Linked DNA regions of Anser cygnoides: region 2 is linked to region 1. Evidence: chromatin contacts called from public Hi-C data. All regions are on one chromosome and are shown on one strand. The core of a region is the stretch at or near the end of the contact, and the rest is flanking DNA. Distances in the headings are between cores, read along the strand shown.

Region 1 (6,229 bases), core at 2,714-5,213:
TCTGAATTACTTACTGCTGGTGCATCAATCAAACAAAATTGGCCTTTTAAATTAAGATTTAGATTATTTCCAAGAAGCGCTTGGAAAATGAATCTGTACGGCACCTTATTAGAGTTATGCATTTTTCTCTAAGTTTCTGAGAATCGTGCTTTATTTTAGAAAAAAGTAATGCACGGAGATGACCGTTTTGGTCGGGAATAATACTCTGATCCTACAGATCGAATAGAACTAGTGAATTTTGATAAGGAAACGTGAAGAGGAAACTCTCTCTTCCTCTTCATAGCGATGCAATATCTGTGAGCAAACACTTAATAAAGCTCAGCGCTTTTTTTTTTTCTTTTTCTTTCTTTTTTTTTTTTTTGGGTGTCAGGTGAGAATAAGACATTGGCAGCCCGGGAGCGAGCGGACTTGTCTCGTTTCGGCACGATCCAAACTCTCTTACGATCCGAATCGCCTCGCGATCTGAGTCGCGACTTTCTCAACGCCGGCAGCAAGGGGGGTCCCCCTCCAGGGGAGCGGTTGTGGGGTCGGGAGCTCCTCGCAATCCCCTTCAGCCGGCCCTACGGGGAGGCTCTCCCGTTTTGGGGGTTTTCTCTCCGCGCTCGCATCTCTGTGCTCGCTCTCGCCTTCTCCGCGGGAGCCGAGGCTGCGGTCGGGCGGTGGCTGCCCCGTGTCCCGTGTCCCCCGGCCACGGCCACGCGTGGCAGTACCCCGCCCCGGCTGCGGGGGATCCCCCTTAGCGGGCACATGCGGGGACGGGGCTGGAGGAGCGGGGTTTCGCACGCAGCGGCTGTGCCTTCCAGCAGGAGAGCTTCCCGAGCAATTAGCAGCACTCGCCCGCTGCGTGGGCGACAGGGAATTAATTAACAGGAACGCGGGAATTTAGGAACTGGCCCTGCCGATGAGTGCCTGCCTTCCCCCAGACTTGTCTCCGCGGGAACCAGAAGGCTCTCCGCACACAGCACAACTTTTCCCTAAAGCAGCGCTTCCCAAAATCTCGGGAGCCGGGCTGAGTGCCTTCTCTCCCTTTCCTCCTCCCCCCCCCCCCCAAAAAAAAAAGAAAGACCGGGGGCTGCCCTCCTTCAGCAAAGCCGTGCCGAGGCAGTGGGGTGCAGCAGCGACGGGAGCGGGAAGCACAAAGCTGACGATTCCCCATCAGCCGTCCCAACTCCAACCCGGGGCTTTCGGGGCTCCCTCCTGGGAGAACGGGGTGACGAGGGGACAATTACCTTATTTCTTCCCCGTCTCGGACGCACGGCTACAGCAGTAGCACGAAGGGCAGCGTATTCAGCCAGAGATAGGCCGAAGTGGGAAAAGAAAAAAAAAAAAAAAAAAAAAAAGAAAAAAAAACGAGCAAGGGGAGGGGGTGAATTTTGCCTCAAGCCGGGTAACGGGAAAGCAGGCCGGGGGAGGGAGGGATGTGCAACGAAGCGGCCGCAGGAGGCAACGGAGGGTAGGCCCCGAGATTTACTATTCAAACCACCCCAAATAGTAATAATAATAAAAATATATACTTGTTATAATTATTATTATTTTTTTTTTTTCTCCGCAGCCACCGGGGGCTGCTGCCCGGAGCTCCGGGCCGCCCGCGATGGGCAGCGCCTGCATCTGCTCCCCTGGGCGGCCAAACTTTTCGGGTTTGGACATTTATATATACATATATATATATTTAATTTTAATTAAAAAAAAAAAATTTCAGAGTTACGGGAGAGAGGCAGCGGCCGGGGGGTCCCGCCCGTCCCGCCCGCACCCGCTCCGCTCCCCGGGTGGCTGCGGCGGGCGAAGGGAGGGAGGCTCGGGGCTGTCCCCCCTCGTGTGTCCCGTCTCCCCCCGTGTGTCCCGTCCCCTCCGTGGGTCCCGCGTGTCCCGTCCCCGCCGCGTGGGTCCCATCCCTCCCCCGGCCGCCCCGTGCCCCCCAGGATCGCGCTGTCGGGCGGGCGGCAGGACGTACCTTGAAGGCGATGGGCAGCGTCTTGTTGCAGCGCCAGTGGGTGGGCAGCACGGAGCAGAGGAAGTTGGGGCTGTCGGTGCGCACCAGCTCCCCGGGGTGATCCGCCAGGACCTCCACCATGCTGCGGTCGGCGCTGCGCAGCTTCCCCGCCAGGGCGCCGCTGTGCTCGGCGCCGGGCAGCGGCAGCGGCTCGCTCATCTTCCCCGGGCTCAGCGTGGTGGAGGGCGGCGTGAAGCGGCGGCTGGTGCTGGTATCTACGGGGATACGCATCACAACAAGCCTGTTGAGTGAGGGACCTCCACAGAGTTCTTACCAAGCAGCCAAGCGAGCGTAACTCTTCGGCGAGCCGCTCTCTGGGGACCAACATAAACGGATACGGGCTGAGCACCCGGGGGAAACTCGGTTCTACGCCAGTCCCCAAAGTTTAATTTTTTTTTTTTTCTCTCTCCTCTTTGCCGAACGCGGCTGCGGCAGCGAGCACGCCGAGACTTAACTCTTGGCTTCCCGGTGCCGCGGCAGAGGCGGCGTTAATCCAGTAAGAGAAAAGGTCTTCGGTGCGGGGCCGCACCGCCGCGCCCGGGCATTGAGGGCTTTGGCGTGGCCAAAAGTTCCCGCAGGGCACGCTCCGGGAGGGCTCCCCAGCAAAAGCTACGCGAGTGGGGTGAAAGCCGGGAGCAGGAGAAAGCCGGGCTTCCCGGGGAGGCAGCTGCCTAGCGCTTTCTTCCAGGTGGCTCCTCTACAGTCCCGGGGGGAAGCGGAGCACATCAGCGTCTTGCGGAGGCGAAAGTCGCTCTTACAAGCAGCGAAACGCGGGGTCGGTTTTGGGCTTTGTGCTCAAAGGTCAGCCGGCTGGCACCGCACAGACATACCCACGCAGGCACACACACACCACGTACACCGCGCTTCATCAAACATTTACAGTATCATCTGCGGAGGATTTAACCACGCCGGGAATCCATTAACGTTCTCTGCAGGGTTTTGGTTTTAAGCAGCCTTGGAAATCGGCTTCAGTAGTTTGGTTTGCGAGTGCTCATGGCATGACCTCTCAATAATTCTCGCGAAAAAAAAAAAATTAAAAAAAAATAAAAAAGAAAAATAAAAAGCTCAGTGCATGGCATTCAAGCTTCAGATCTCTCTCTGTGCACTTGTCTTTGGTATAACGCCTGCCATGAACGCAAGGAAAGGTTGCAGCCGCTCACGAGCGCTGAGGCTGAGAGGTCCACATCTGAGAAGTTGGGTTTGGGGATGTTGGTTAAATTGTGGGTTCTCCCTGCGGTTTTGTGTGTGCAACAGCGCTCTCTCTCTCTCACTCACGTTCCCCTCAGCAGACAAACCAACAGCCTGCAACAACTTCGAAAGTCATTGCCAATTAGTATTATTTTTTTTTTTTCGGTATCTGAGGCAGCCTTCCTCTAATCCGGCCGCAGGAGCCGGCTGCTTACCAACACTTTAACCGCAGCAGGTGGAAGCCTGCTTTGGGAAGCATGGCTCGTCTCCCCAGCGGGGTGGATGGGGGCTGGCTGCGGGCAGAGCCCCCGCACCCGGCCAAGCGGCGGCAGCCAAAAACACCCGATGGCAAAAAGCACCCAGGGGAGCGGGTGGGGGCAGAGCCGCTAACCCCCAGGCGGGGAGGAAGCAACGGGGGAAAAAAAAAAAAAAAAAGAAAACAGGAAAAAAAAAATAATGAAAGCCAACGAAATGAGAAAGTTCCCAGGCAGGGTCACAAGTCACAGCCTCCAGCCCAGACGACGGCTCAGGATAAAGCACATTTCCACAGCGGGGAGCTCCCGGGGTCTTCGCAAAGCTTCCCACGGCGCCGGCACCCGTCGGCTCGCTGCCGCCCTTTGCCCCCCGTGGTCTGCCCGGCCCGGCCCGGCCCGGCCCGGCTCGGCTCGGTTCGGCTCCGCTCGGCTCCGCTCGGCTCCGGCGCGCGCCGCCGGGATGAATGGAGGAGGCGCGCGGCGGGCGGCGCGCGGAGGAATGTCATCCCCGCGGCTGCTTTGCATACGGGCGGCGCGGCGGCCAATCAGCGCCCTCCCCGCCGGCAGCCAGGGCGCGGCCGCGGGCCAGGGGCTCCCGGAATTGGCGCGCCCGCCGCCGCCGCCGCCGCCGCTACTGTGCGGGCAGCGCCCGGCCGGCGCGCGCCCCCGAGCGCGCCCCCGAGCACGCAGGGCTCCGGGTCCCCGAGACCCCCGCAGACCCCCTCCCCCCCCTCTCCCCGGTGAGCCCCGTCCCGGTACGTTACACCGGGCTGATGGCGTGGCTGCCTGTTTTTTTTTTTATCATTATTATCATTATTTACTTATTTATTATTTTTATTTTTTCTGGGGGGGTGTGCGCTGGAGTTCCTCCATCCCCCGGGAAGGGGGGCTTGGGGCTCCCCCGGGACGAGGACGGGGCCGTACCCGCACCCGCTGCAGCTCCGCCGCGGGGCCGGCAGAGGGGGCCCGCCGCCTGCCCTCGGCGCTCCGCCGCCCGCCGCGGGGACCGGGGCTGCGGGACGGCTCCGCCCGGCTCGGCACGGCTCCGATCGGCACGGCACGGCGGGGGGAAGCCCCCCGTGTCACGCCTGTGCGTCTCTGTGATTATTATCATTATCATTATCATTATTATTTATACATATATATTTTTTTTAACTCCGTCTTCCCGCACGGGCGCTCCCCGCCACCAGTTGCGCCCCGCCGAGCGCTCGCTTGTTGGAAATTAACCTCGGGTTTAAGTTATTGCGGAGATGTTTTCTGCCGGTGGGAGAAAAAAATAAAATTGTACGGGCGAGTGGCTGGTGGAAACTGCCGCGTGGAAGCCGTCTGGGGTGTGTTAGTGGCTGATAACTTTTTACGGGCATTACAGAGATAAGAAGAGCTATTTCAGTGATGCGCACACATCCATATACATAGCCTAAAACGCTAAAATACGCATATAGTGTTTGGGTTTTCTTTTTCTTATTTTCTTTTTCTTCTTTTTCTTTTCCTTTTTCTTTTTCTATTCCCGCTTTCTTTTCCCTTTCCCTTTTCTTTTTCTTTTCCTTTTTCTTTCTCCTTTTCTTTCCCTTTCCCTTTTCATTTTCCTTTTTCCTTTTCCCTTTCCATTTCCCTTTTCTATTTTCCCTTTTCCCTTTTCTTTCTTTCTGCTCTGCTTCTTCTATTTTAGTTAAGAGGTAGGGAGTATTTTCTGTTTAAATTAATCAATATATGAACTATAAATCCCACTCAGTGCTTTGCATCCTTTCTCAATCTGAGCTTCATATAAATACAAAATCAAGCCATTCTATTACACACGTGAATGGTCTGAAAAATACAAAATGCCCCAGTTTAACAGAAGACGGAGAAAAGATTCCATGCTTACACTTTTCTGTAACTTAGTTTACGTTTTGTTTTTTAACTTAGCAGCATTACCAGGGCTGAGGTGAGGGACTTTAATCTCGGCTGAAGGTGACCATATTGTTTTTTAACTGCACAGAACCACGCTTTCACCAAGGGAAGCTAAGGAGTTAAGTAAGAGAGGGCAGGAAGGGAAAATACAGTGGAGATGATATTTCAATGCAGATCAAGCTATCTGTTTTACATACCCGTTAACACTTACAACAGGTGGGGGGAGGTGTCTATTTATTTATTTTTAATCTAATACAATCTATCATCTTCCTTATAATTTTTTTTTTTTTTGCATGACAAAGAGAAGAGGTCTCACAGGGATTTGCTACCCCCTTACTGTATCTTGAGCAGCCACTCTGGAAGAATGGGAATTAATGAATGAAGCAGCTTGCAGGGATACCTGTCATTAGGCAAAGTAAGGAAATGAGGCAGGGTATTTAAAGTCGGTATTTCTTCTCACATGCTAAGACTTTTCAGCATCCCCAGTGCCAAGACTTGCGCTCGGACAGTCAGTCCTTTGTGCAAGAATCCCTTTGAAGCTGGAATCACAACTGGTATTACACCTTTACCCATTCACATACAGCACTGCTCACGTTTGTATTTTGACATCAATTTATTACGGCCGTAAACAAACCACAACTGAATCTCTATCTACCATGCATTGCCTCTGTCATACGGGATTACTAGACCACAAAGCACCGAGCTTTTTACATAACACAGTTAAAGCAAAAGCTTCGGAAATATGAGAGAGGGAGCAACAATTTAGGGATGAATTTTAAACAGCTTAAATTGCAAGGGGAGAATTAGAGCCTGACCTCACCGCACATGCAGACACTCCCTGGCCAAACAGGCAGAAGTGGACACTTGTTTGAAATGGTTTGAATTTGTGCAGGGCGAGAGAAAACTT
Region 2 (6,229 bases), core at 2,087-4,586, 350 kb after region 1:
TGTGGACCTGTTGGACTGGGACCAGAAAAGTGCCATAAAAATGCTCAGAGGGCTGGAGCACCTCTACTATGAAGAATGGCTGAGAGCTAGCGATGTTCAGCCTGAAGAAGAGAAAGCTCTGGGCACACCTCAGTGCAGCCTCTCAGTGCTTAAAGGGGGCTTATAAAAAAAATGGAGAGCAACTTTTTGCTCAGTCAGATAATGATAAGAAAAGGGGAAATGGTTTTAAACTAAAAGAGGGGAGATTTAGATTAGAGGTTAGGAGGAAATTCTTCACTCAGAGGGTGGTGAGGCACTGGCACAAGTTACCCAGGGAAGCTGTGGATGCCCCATCCCTTGAAGTGTTCAAGGCCAGGCTGGAAGGGGCTTTGGGCAACCTGGTCTGGTGGGAGGTGTCCCTGTCCATGGAAGGGGGTTGGAACTGGATGGTCTTTAAGGTCCCTTCCAACCCAAACCATTCTGTGTTTCTATGGTTCTATGATGATAAATACATCCAAAAAGTTTTATCTAAAGAGATCTGTCAAGCCCTCTGTCCTGAACCACCTGAATTTTCCAGAGCTAGAGAGGCAGCAGGACTTGGGCTGAACAAGGCCATGCCACACAAGTTCTTCTGCAGCGCACTGTCCAGCTTGTCCATGCAATGGCTGAAGGGATGCCCACTGCAGCATCTTGCTGGGGCCCAGAAAAGCCGAGCAGTCTCTGCAGGACTGGTGTGGGCACAGGCCCACAAGCCTGACGCAGAGGAAGATACCAGCTGAGATGACTGAAGCCAATTCCAAATCTGTGGAAGTTAATGAGAGCCTTGTCATTGCCTTAAATGGGCTGGGGAGATCAGGCTTCTTCAGTGTTATGCATGTACTAAAATCCAGTGGTTTTCAAACTTTGCTGCCATTATTATGAAGTAAGGAAAGACTGGCTGATTCTTATGCCTGGAAATAGCTGCAAGTATGTTCTGGAGCATACCAAGACCTTTTTATATTGTTGGTCCCTCTGCTCAGGCTCCGCATTTGAGTCACAAAATGTTTTGGAATCAGAATCAACACACTTTTTCTTCAGTATCTTGGTTATGGCAGAGGAATTACCAGTGTCAGGCCTTTCCAGTATGCTGGAAAAATTCTGGATGATCCAATGGAGGCTAAATCCTTTTTCAAGAAAGAATCTCATAAGTGTTTTCCACCATGTTAAGAGTTTCAAGTTGTGAAATAAAAGCAGCAAAAATGCAGATTAGTCCAAGTTCCTTAGAGGGTGTTTTTGTTGTTGTTGTTGTTGATTTATTTTTTCTTAGTATTTTTAATCTGATATGCTTCAGAATTGAATGCTTGGTAGCCAAAGTATCAGTTTTGTACCTATTCCTAAAGACTGACATATTCACAAAAGGAAGAGGGGAAAGAGAATAGCAAAAGAGATCATTTTTATGATATTTCCAAAAGTTCTGGGAATATTTAATGAATGTCTAAAGGAATATGAAGTTCTTTCTGGCATTACTTAAAACATATTCAAGCAGAGTCCATACCAATGGCTATAAATATATGTTTGTACTCAAAGAAAGCAACTACTTTTTGAAAAGAGCTCATTAGAAAAGGAAAAAAACATGTTTTTATGCTCTACCACAAATGCTTTCCTACATGCCTTTAGCTGGTAGAGCAGGTCTCAGGAAGAGGGCAGACTAAATTGTCTTCTGCAGTATAGCTCCATAGAAAAGAAATGATTCCTTTCAGAGCGGTTGGTAGGATTGCATTATCATTTCTCAAGTGCCTCCCAGTCTTGTAGATCCTGAAACAGCTATTAGGCATTTCAGCCTAACAGACTCAAGTGTTGAGCAATTTCTCCGCAGGCACAAAGTAGAGTTCAGTCCGAGTTTGCAGAGACTGGCCAGTCAGGTCTATCCATGCGACCATGACTCACCTGCTCCAGCATGTTCAATGAAATGCACTCTATTCATCTGCACCATTTAAAGGAATCAAAAATAATAAAAATAATACCAAAAAAAATCCTTCAATCAAGGAGGCAAAATCCTACAAAACTTTAATTTGAAGCAGGAATGGCATCACAGCCCGCATCAGTAACACCATAAAGAAACTGAGGAATCCTTGTACAGCCGAGCCACAATTACCCCAAGACATGCGGGAATGAAACACGGCAGACACAGTTGGCTGTCAGCAGCTCTCTGTTGCCTCTCTGGGCAAGCAGAGGGATGGGGAAGTTCATCCTGTAAAACAGCATGAGTAGCCACCCTGTGTGAAAGAAGACAGGGCTCAGCTTTCAGATCAGAAAGGAAGCATTTTACAGAGAATAACCAGGGCTTGCAATCTCTATTGTTTAAAGAGGCAGAAGCTATAAGAACATGCAGCCATCCATACAAGCAAACGTGCTGAAGTATTTACTAAATGGATATGGATTTTGCATGTGATAGACCAGATGCAGCTCTCCTTAAAGCCTGCACTATGCCCTCATACACAAACACACACCTCTGAGTGCTGGAATATTTTCTTTTAGATCAAAGGAAATGGTCCATATGACTTTCTTTTTTTTTCTTTCCTTTTTTTTCTTTTTTTTCTTTTTTTTTCTTTCTTTTTTCTTTTTTTTTTTCTTTTTTAACTGTTAGGAAAACTTCACCACATCTCTTTTCCCCCCAGACCAATCAGCAAGCTAAAAAAATAGCTATCATCGGTATAGCTCTACCAGGCTTTTCATTCCCCTAAGCGCTCAGCCTTGTCATGCTCATCTTCTCTCCACAAGACACAGGAGTGTGTACCAGAGCACAGCCTTTGTGGTATCCTGGGGAAATGGAGAAAAATGCTTTCCAGTTTGCATATTTTCATTATGCTACAGCCCCTCAGTAGCTAATCAGACAGTACCTTCCCCTACCCAACTCATCTCTTAGACTTCAGTTTCCAAGTTCTCCTTTCTAAAAGAAGCACTCCTGTACTTTTTTCCTATATTTCCAGCATTTGTGTCATCCTCCCCACACCCAGGCTGTGCCAAGTGGCCATCAGTGCCACCACATCTGGCCAACTCAGGGATGTCCTCCAGTGTATGGGCTGAGCCATATAGGAGTCTCCTTACCATTTCACCTCATCTGATTTATAGCTAAGTATTAGATACCTCAATATGAATTCCTCTTAGTGTCTCACGTAGATGGGTACACCTTTTTAAGTGCCCTCTAAGAACTGGGCCCGATATATAGTCTTAGCACCATTCTTAACCTTTATAAGATTCACCGTGCTCAATGCATTTTTTTTTTAGGTATCGTCATTTGCTACAAACTCTGCCTTGCTCAGAAAGAAAGAGAGGAACAGCAATAACGAGGCTCTTTTCTCTCCTTGTTAATCACAGAATGACACCAAAAGGCCGAGAGAAGAAATGCAGGCAGGGAATGTGTGCTAAGCTCCCTTGAAAAGAGAGCATCCAGCCAGTGGGAAAAGCTTCGGTGCGGTTCTGCTGCCTCGGTGTGCATCACCCCAGACCTCTCTATGGACTATGGTGACCAAAGAGGAAAATGAGCAAGTCCTTGTGGAGGGGTGGAGAAGTCTGCCTTAACCACTCCTGAAAGTTTGAGTCAAAGCACCCTGAGTTTCAGAGAATGTCTAGCTTTAACATTTTCAGATGTATCAGCCTCTAACAACAGGACCACTGGCAAAAGTCAAAATAGAGCAGGCCAAGCAAACTGAAAACTGGCATGCCAGCAGTTAAAAATAGGAAAGATAGAAAATATTGTGAAAGGTGTAAGCTCCCCTTCAGAAAACCAGAACTCCTCAAATCCCCTTTGAACTTCGTGCAAAGGGAAAAAAAAAAAAAACCCTACATATTTAGAGGAAAAAATGTAAAAATCCCCATGATAGATAGAAACCAACCATTAAAATAGCTTGCAGGCTCCACAAACAAAAGCCAATAATGTGAAGATGCCAAGCTATTTCAGGCTCCGTAGCTTGAAAAAAAAAAATTCAAATTCCTCAAAACCCGCTCATCCCAGGAAACTGATCCTGGCAGCTTCTGCCCTGAAATGGTTTCTGGGTTTGGATGCCTTGTGGGTTCCACAGACCTGGAGAAAGGAGCAGTAAGGAGGACATGCCAGTGGCCCTGGAGATATTTTGCTGCCAAGGTATGGAAGTGCAGAACACTAGGCATGACTAAAGAATGTCCAGCCACACTGGGTCCCCTCCATTAACTTTTCCCACTCAGAGGAAAAACACCCCAGATCCCAGCCCCAGGGAACAAGTGTTTCTAATCACTCATGTTAAATTTTTCTAGGACTGCTGAAGTCCTTAAGTCAAAGAATGCAAAAGGAGTACGTGATGTTTGTTAGTACTGATGCTAGCACATGGCAGCTCAGTCTCGTTAAAAGGCTGTGCCCTGGCCTGAGCCCTTGGCTTTAGCAGGTGTCTGTTTTCCTGGGGGATTGCCTTCAAGGCAAGCAAGCAAGTAAAAAAATATTTACTGGTGTACTATAGCTTATGATATTTACAGGTTCTATTTAGAAAGAAAGACACATAAAAAGTTGACAGGGTAAGGTCTAGATCACTTGTTTGTCAAAGTCAGCTCCACAGATAGATTTTCAAAAGACAATCACAGAAAGGCAAGTTGAGGAAAACTGTAGAAAACGAAGAGAGATACAACCACGCTATGGTTTCTTTTCATTCCCGTGGCACAATATAAGTTAAATCAAATTCTCCGTGTCAGATAATGCCACTGCTGCTCTGTGTGGTGCAAGGAGCAGTCCCAGAACACTTGTGCAAAACAAATTGTATCTAACCATACCTAGAACTAGGCTAAAACTACTCACTTTCTCTGTTATATTGGTGGTGTTCAAAAGCTATCCAATTAATAAAGGCAGCTCAATTTAGTATAGGGAGCGGGTTGATATTGTACAATATTAAAGAGCAAGCATTAAGGAAGGAGATGGAAGAAAGGGAGAGGAATTAACACGAGTTAAAACACTGTCAAGATGAGGCAGCTTTAAATGCAAAAGGGACTAAAGGTTAAGGTCTTCGCTTGATTCACTGTTATTTGATACCTACAGGAAATTAAACCACAGAAGCTCAGGTCAAAAAAACATTAATAAAAATGAGGAAATTCAGAAGTTTGGAAAAAAAAATGTTATGATATTTTAATGTCATTTTTCTCTGTTTCAGTGGTTTTCAGGCAAGTGTATCACATTGTGTACCAGACTGTATATAGGCTGCAATGCTTAGTGTGACTTGTGGCTTACAGTGCTGTCACTGAATTTTCCCAGTTTGGCTGGTTCCAAGTCATAGTAGAATATTACTCACCCAGAATCCCCATGCAGCTTAATAGAAACAATGAAGTGTATAGACATCCACCATCTGTTAGGAATTGTGGCAGCTCTGTAGGGCACAGCTGATAATGTTTGAAGTAAAGATTTTTTGGTTTGGGCAAGGAGCTGTGGTGAGCAGCTTGCTGCTTTTGGTTGAAAATAAATGCTAAGTTACTGAAACAAAGGAGAGAATGTTTTTCCTTGTATAGCCATTTTAGCTAACAGCTTTGCGTTGGCCAGAAACTTGTTGCATGGTCTAACTTACAGCATAAACATTATGAATTAGATAACCAGTTTGAAATAATACCAAGTAGGTTGTTCTTCTTCTTCTTCAAAAAAGCCTGTTTTGCAGCCTAAAGTTTCAATCACTGTTTTTTCATTGAGGATAAGTGGAGCAAGATGTCCATGTTTCACTTGTAGTGCTCTATTGCAGTCATACAGGAAGCCCCTCATCTTGCTCTTCTCTGGGTTTGCTTCATGAATGGTTTTTGGACATGTAAAAGTTCATGAGCATCATTCTTCATGTAAGCCCTATTGCCCCTTTCCCACCACTTAAAACAAAGCTAAAATTTTTTATCATCATAAGGCCATGCCCTTAATGGAAATCTTTGACATGAACAGTGCAGTGGAAACACTCAAATTGCTGGAAACAGCCAAGAGAGAAAGAGCAACCAAAAAAAAAAAAAAAAGCAAGAACAAAAGCTAAGTATACTGTATGGCAGTGAATCATAACCTTGATTCAGTTATAAAGTGTATCCAGCATAAAGCTGCTTGAGACACAGTGTATGTTCCCCATACACAATAATAAATCATAATCACTTACTTGAGGTGCTTTGTTATGAAGCAGTCCTACTTCTTTCTTGAATTAATGAGTTTAAAAATCCTGCTAAAGATTAAATACCTGGCTTTAATTTCATTAAAGGTAAAAAAAAAAAAAAAAAAGTATCGTCTCCC

Evidence for each region. Hi-C and Micro-C count contacts between places; a contact is called where the count stands out from the background.
Region 2: a contact with region 1 is called in a Hi-C map of liver, with 2.4 times the contacts expected there. The contact joins two enhancer-like sites. A contact is called at or near these places in 2 of 7 Hi-C or Micro-C datasets (granulosa cells and liver).

What each region holds. Positions count from the first base shown.
Region 1 is chr1:114,156,013-114,162,241 of Taihu_goose_T2T_genome, forward strand. It overlaps RUNX1 (RUNX family transcription factor 1), which reads right to left. Exons shown (of 8, transcript XM_048071509.2): 3 at 1,952-2,205. Among named protein-coding and RNA genes, the nearest start is that of RUNX1, 92 kb to the right of the region's middle. Within about 2 kb of position 3,964, at least 2 of the 3 cell types and tissues checked have open chromatin away from gene starts, as enhancers often do.
Region 2 is chr1:114,504,710-114,510,938 of Taihu_goose_T2T_genome, forward strand. No RefSeq gene overlaps it. Among named protein-coding and RNA genes, the nearest start is that of SETD4, 150 kb to the right of the region's middle. Within about 2 kb of position 3,337, at least 1 of the 3 cell types and tissues checked has open chromatin away from gene starts, as enhancers often do.